Linked DNA regions of Mus musculus: region 2 is linked to region 1. The links are chromatin contacts, called in public HiChIP or PLAC-seq maps. All regions are on one chromosome and are shown on one strand. The core of a region is the stretch at or near the end of the contact, and the rest is flanking DNA. Distances in the headings are between cores, read along the strand shown.

What was found. HiChIP or PLAC-seq counts read pairs in DNA pulled down with a chosen protein or histone mark.
Region 2: a contact with region 1 is called in an H3K27ac HiChIP or PLAC-seq map of embryonic stem cells, with 10 read pairs. The contact joins the promoter of Pdk1 here to the promoter of Platr26 in region 1. A contact is called at or near these places in 4 of 39 promoter capture datasets (cranial neural crest, embryonic stem cells and second pharyngeal arch cranial neural crest) and 2 of 115 datasets of contacts at active chromatin or transcription factors (both in embryonic stem cells).

What each region holds. Positions count from the first base shown.
Region 1 is chr2:71,718,117-71,720,729 of GRCm38.p6, reverse strand. Platr26 (pluripotency associated transcript 26) reads right to left here and starts at 1,313. Exons shown (of 4, transcript NR_037979.1): 1 at 1,222-1,313.
Region 2 is chr2:71,871,919-71,874,531 of GRCm38.p6, reverse strand. Pdk1 (pyruvate dehydrogenase kinase, isoenzyme 1) reads right to left here and starts at 1,308. Exons shown (of 11, transcript NM_172665.5): 1 at 967-1,308. The coding sequence starts at 1,162.

The sequences.
Region 1 (2,613 bases), core at 64-2,563:
ACTCCAACAGGGCCATACCTCCAAATAGTGCCACTCCCTGGGTCAAGCATATACAAACCATCACACACATAGATACACGTTTATACTCCTACATACACATAAAGATACACACTTACAAACATACTGAAACATAGGCACACACTCATACACATTCACACAGACACACACACTTGTAATATACACTCACACACAGACATACTCTCTCAGAGACATGCTCACACACACACATACATACTCACACAGATACACACACACACACACACACACACACGTCCTCATAGACACATAGACACCCACATACACACAAAACATATACACACCTACACACTCACATATATTCACACACAGAACACATATACACACTTACACACTCACATATATTCACACGCACACACACACTCTTTCTCACACACACATCTTCATGACACATTCTTACACAGACACACATACTGAGACACACACACACAAGTAATTCTTCTGTGTGTCCTGAGAGATTTCCTCATGGTTATTCAACATGTACACATGCTTCATGTTCATGTACCTGTTAAATTCCATGGTAATCTAGGATTCCTGCTAATGCACAGGTAGTGGTGGGGTGGGGGGCAGAGAGGCAGCTTTGGTTCACCAGAGCTTTGTCTCATCACAAAACAAGGTTTCCAGGACCCTGGGGACCCTTCTAACTGCAGCTGAAACCACAGTCTCTTGCAATGTTACTGCCTCGTCTAAAGGCAAGTGCCTCTAGCCTGGGCCAGGTTTCTTTGTCTCCTGTCTAATGTAGCAGGCCATTCTGGCTGAGCTTTTTGTCCCAGAATGCCAGGTTTTGCCAACAGGCTCTCACAGTGTCTTAACAGACAGGCTAACAGACAGGCTGCCAAGCTCAGGCCCGGCGCTGGTTCATTATTCACAGGCAGGGCTCTCCTATGACACCCTGGCTGGCCTTGCTGTCACCTCTTTTTGTGGGAGCACTGTAACATCTTGGCTAATTGTGCAGCCAGTCACAGGTCCTGCCTTGTTCGGTAGATAAGCATGGTCAAGTTCCAAACCTACTGTGAACACAGGAGGCGGCTTCCCAGCTCTCCACAAAGCCCAGGCTGTTTAACTTTGGCACTCTGGGCTGGAGTGGTTAACACCTGAGACACATGCACAAAGAGTCACAGGAAGAGACAGTATGGTCACCAGAGCCCCAGCACTGGGCTTCTCTTCCCAGAATGGCATTCCCACCTTTCTCTGCCAGCTGGTTCCTCTCCATGCACTGCAAAACCTGCCTCCTGGGAGACACTGAAGCATCTGGCAGAGTCACTGCATCTCTGAAAGCTCTCTGTCAGTGTTTCCAAAGTGAGGTCCACATCAGAGACGCCAGAGCTTTTTAAAGACAAGGCTGGGTGCAGAGGTGGGAGGGGCTCATGAACTCTGACCCCTAGCTAAGGAGCTAACGGCCGGGGAGTCAGTTTTCTTATGGGTGTGGTCTTTGTTTGACCAAACTGCAGTGGATGACCCAGACGGATGTCTGGAAGGACAGAATAAACGGAACTGAATGGGCATGATAGTTTGAATGAAAATGGGCCCTATAGGCTCATAGGGAGTGGCAGTATTAGGGGATGTGGCCTTGTTGGAGTAGATGTGGCCTCATCGGAGGAAGTGTGTCACTGGGCGCAGGCTTTGAAGCTCAACCCTCACCGGGTGGCTCGCTCTCTCTGCTGCCTGCAGATCCAGATGTAGAGCCTTCTCCAGTACCATGTCTGTCATCATGCTTCCCACCATGATGATAACAGAGTAAACCTCTGAACCTGTAAGCCAGCCCCAATTAAAGGTTTTTCTTCATGAAGCAACTTTACATGCTCATTGTGTCTCTTTACAGCAAAAATAAATAAATAAATAAATAAATAAAACCCAGTATGTTATAAAAAAAAAGAGAGAGAGAGAAGACAGGAGGAGACATGAAGATAGATCTGAGAGGAATGGGGGTGAATATACCTAAAATACATTCTATTATGTATGCAAGTCTCAAAGAATTAATAAAATATTAGATTTTTGTGGAGAGAGTATCTTGTGTAAGGTACACAAGATACCTCACCTGTCAATTAAAAAATCCATGGCCTACGGCTTAGGCAGAAAATAGAGGCGGGAGGGGTACCAGAGCACAGGTAACCAGCCACAGCCACCCATGTGGCAGAGTGTAGGTTAAATAGGTATCTTTAGTTTTGATCTAGTCAGAGTAGAGCCTAGCTATATGGCCAAGGTATTTGTAAATATAATTTAAGTCTGAGTCTTATTTCCGGGAGCATCGGACTGGGAGGCAGAACCAGAGCTAAACTTCAACAGATTAAAAAAAAAAAAATCTATCTGGTTAACAAAGAAAAGACAGAAGCCGGGTGTGGTGGTGCACGCCTTTAATCCCAGCACTCGGGAGGCAGAGGCAGGCGGATTTCTGAGGCCAGCCTGGTCTACAAAGTGAGTTCCAGGACAGCCAGGGCTATACAGAGAAACCCTGTCTCGAAAACAAAACAAAACAAAACAAAACAAAACAAAACAAAACAAAAAAACCAACCAACCAACCAAAGAAAAGACAGGTCTGAAGTTCCACTTCAAACCTTCGAAAGTTAGAATGGCTTG
Region 2 (2,613 bases), core at 59-2,558, 150 kb before region 1:
TGAAACTAAGTGGACCTCGCAGATGGAACCTTAGCAGAAAACTATCTTGTCAACAGTAGCAGTATTATTAAGGAAAGCATCTTGCCAAAGTTTAATAGCGTATTCATGAACAAGGTGAACATTGCTACACCACAGTACAGGCATTCACAAATAAAAGCAAAACACACACACAAAACGGGGGCCTTTCATAGTCCCTTACTAAAGAAACACAAGGAAAAGCACCTGTCACTTCAAACCACAATTTTAAGATAAAGTACCTACCCCCACCACTAATCTCTCGTGCGTGCTAACCATGTTATAACCTGGCAGCACGACACAGAAGATAACTTTTTCTACTCCAGAACTTTCGGATTTCAATGTTAAGAGTTTATTCTAAGCATTTCCCTTTCCGCCTCATTACTCCTGATGAGAAGCCAAAAGTCAAAGGCCTAATTCTGCAGTTCTGCAATCTGTTACACACAGACAAGACCATGCACTTTACACGTGCTTGAGACTGGCTGCTGTTGAAACGAATTTGCTCTCGGTGAAAACACTGGCGAGGAAAGCACTGGGCCAGTAGTAACTTGTTTTCCAGCCATCACGCCACTCCAAACGATCGCCACTGTGCTGGCACCGATCTCGCCTCTGCAGAACACCACCCTCGAAGCAGTTTGAGCCCTGGCCTTGAACCTGAGCAAGGCATCCCCAAAGACACCAGGTCCCCAAGCGCGCACCTACGCACGTGCGCGGAAGGCTGCAGCCGCGGGCCCCCTGCTTTGTTTTTTTGGGTTTGTAGTTTTTTTTTTTTTTTTAAACACACTATAGTCGCACGTCCCTGTTACGTGCCCGGCCTTCCAGCGCCCGCTCCCTCCGAGGAGGAAGGAAGCACCTAAGACGCAGGGGGGGCGACACGAGGGAGGAGGAGGGGTGCGCCTGGGAGGACGGGGCCCGTGCACAGAGGCCCGACGGCCCAGCGGCCGCCCTCACCGAAGTCCAGGAACTGCTTCATGGAGAGTGGCGACGGCGAGAAGCGCGCATAGAAGTCCACCTGGCCCGGAACGCCAAGCTCCGACGCCGGCCCGGAACCCGAGGCCGAGGCCGAGGCCAGGCTACGGCTGGCGCAGGGGACGGCGCAGAGCGGCCTGACGCTCGTGCCGCCCCGCAGCAGCCTTGCCAGCCTCATACCGAGCCCCGCCGGAGGAGCCGGAGCTCCGGGCGCCAACCTGCGGCTGTATGCCGCTGCCCGGGCGCTACGTGCGGGACGTGGCTGGCCGCGGGGGCGGGGAGCTGCTGTCAGCGCTGCGGCCACCGCCCCCTCGCTGGAACCACGCCCCCGTAGGCGGAGCACGGACAGCACGGAGGAGGGCGAAAGGCTGCGCTAGCCACCGCCCCTGGTTAAAGACACGCCCATGTAGGCGGGGCCCTGGGAGGACGGAGGCGGGGAAAGAAAAAAAAAAAGGGAGCGCTGCTGAGCTTTGTGGGGTGTGGTGCAGCTGAAACCACCCGGAGCGAGTGGCCGCCGTGGGAGCCCGGCTTAAACGATCCAGCTTGCGCTGTGTTGCACCCCTTTGCACCCTTTCGTACTTCCTCCGCCCTCCCAGTCTCAGCGGAAAAGCTCTAGGCTGTGCGAGATCGTTGGCAATGAGCCTGTTCTCATTGCCCTTGGATCATGCAAGCCCTTGATTTGCAGGTGCAGCCGAACAGTGGTACAAGAGTTGAACTTGGGGGTGTGGCTCTAAAGAATTCCACAGCAACGAAAGTCCCGGGAAGAGCGCGTTGAAACACTTTATGCAAGCAATATTGCCACAGTACTTAAAGACTACTCGCTCTTTTTCTGTTAACTCATCTTAGAGTTACAATGTGCCTGCTCCATCTTTTCAATGTATAGAGATAGTGAATGTAGAATTAGAACATATTTAATATCTAACCCCACGAAAATCACGTCTGTCTTCTGAACACTGTAAAGTCCCCATCCAACTACCCTAACATTTGCTGTGTCTTAGGTGCAAGAAAACTATCCTGCCACGTGTGAAGTTTATCAATTATGTAGAATACACACCGAATAACACTTCATAGCTCCATGCTGGTCGCTTTTGGGTTTTGTTTTGGTTTTGTTTATGTTTTATGAGACAGGGTTTCTCTGTATAGCCGTGACTGTCCTGGAACTCGCTCTGTAGACCATGCTGGCCTCGAACCCAGAAATCCACCTGCCTCTGCCTCCCAAGTGCTGGAATTAAAGGCATGCGCCACCACTGCCCCGCTCGCTATTGGGTTTTGAAAAAACACAAATCATGAAGTCTGGGATGTAGCTCATATCCAAAGCCCTGCGTTTCATCCCCAGCACAAGGAAAGAAAAAACAAAAGCAACCCCCCCCACCCCACCCCCCCACATTGTGTTGGCCCAGGTTTATAATTTCAGCGATCTGCAAGTGGAAGCAGCAATGTGGGAGGTGAGAATTCTAAGGTCATCCGAAATCATGCCAGCCTGTTATTCTGACTCCTATCTGAAAACAAAGAAACAAATACCTGCCCACCCTCCCCCAACATACACAGAAAAACAGAAATTAGATCAGAGTCCCTTTAAAGAAAGCTGTTATTCTGTATCCAACAAACTGTGTGTAGCACAAAGCGGGG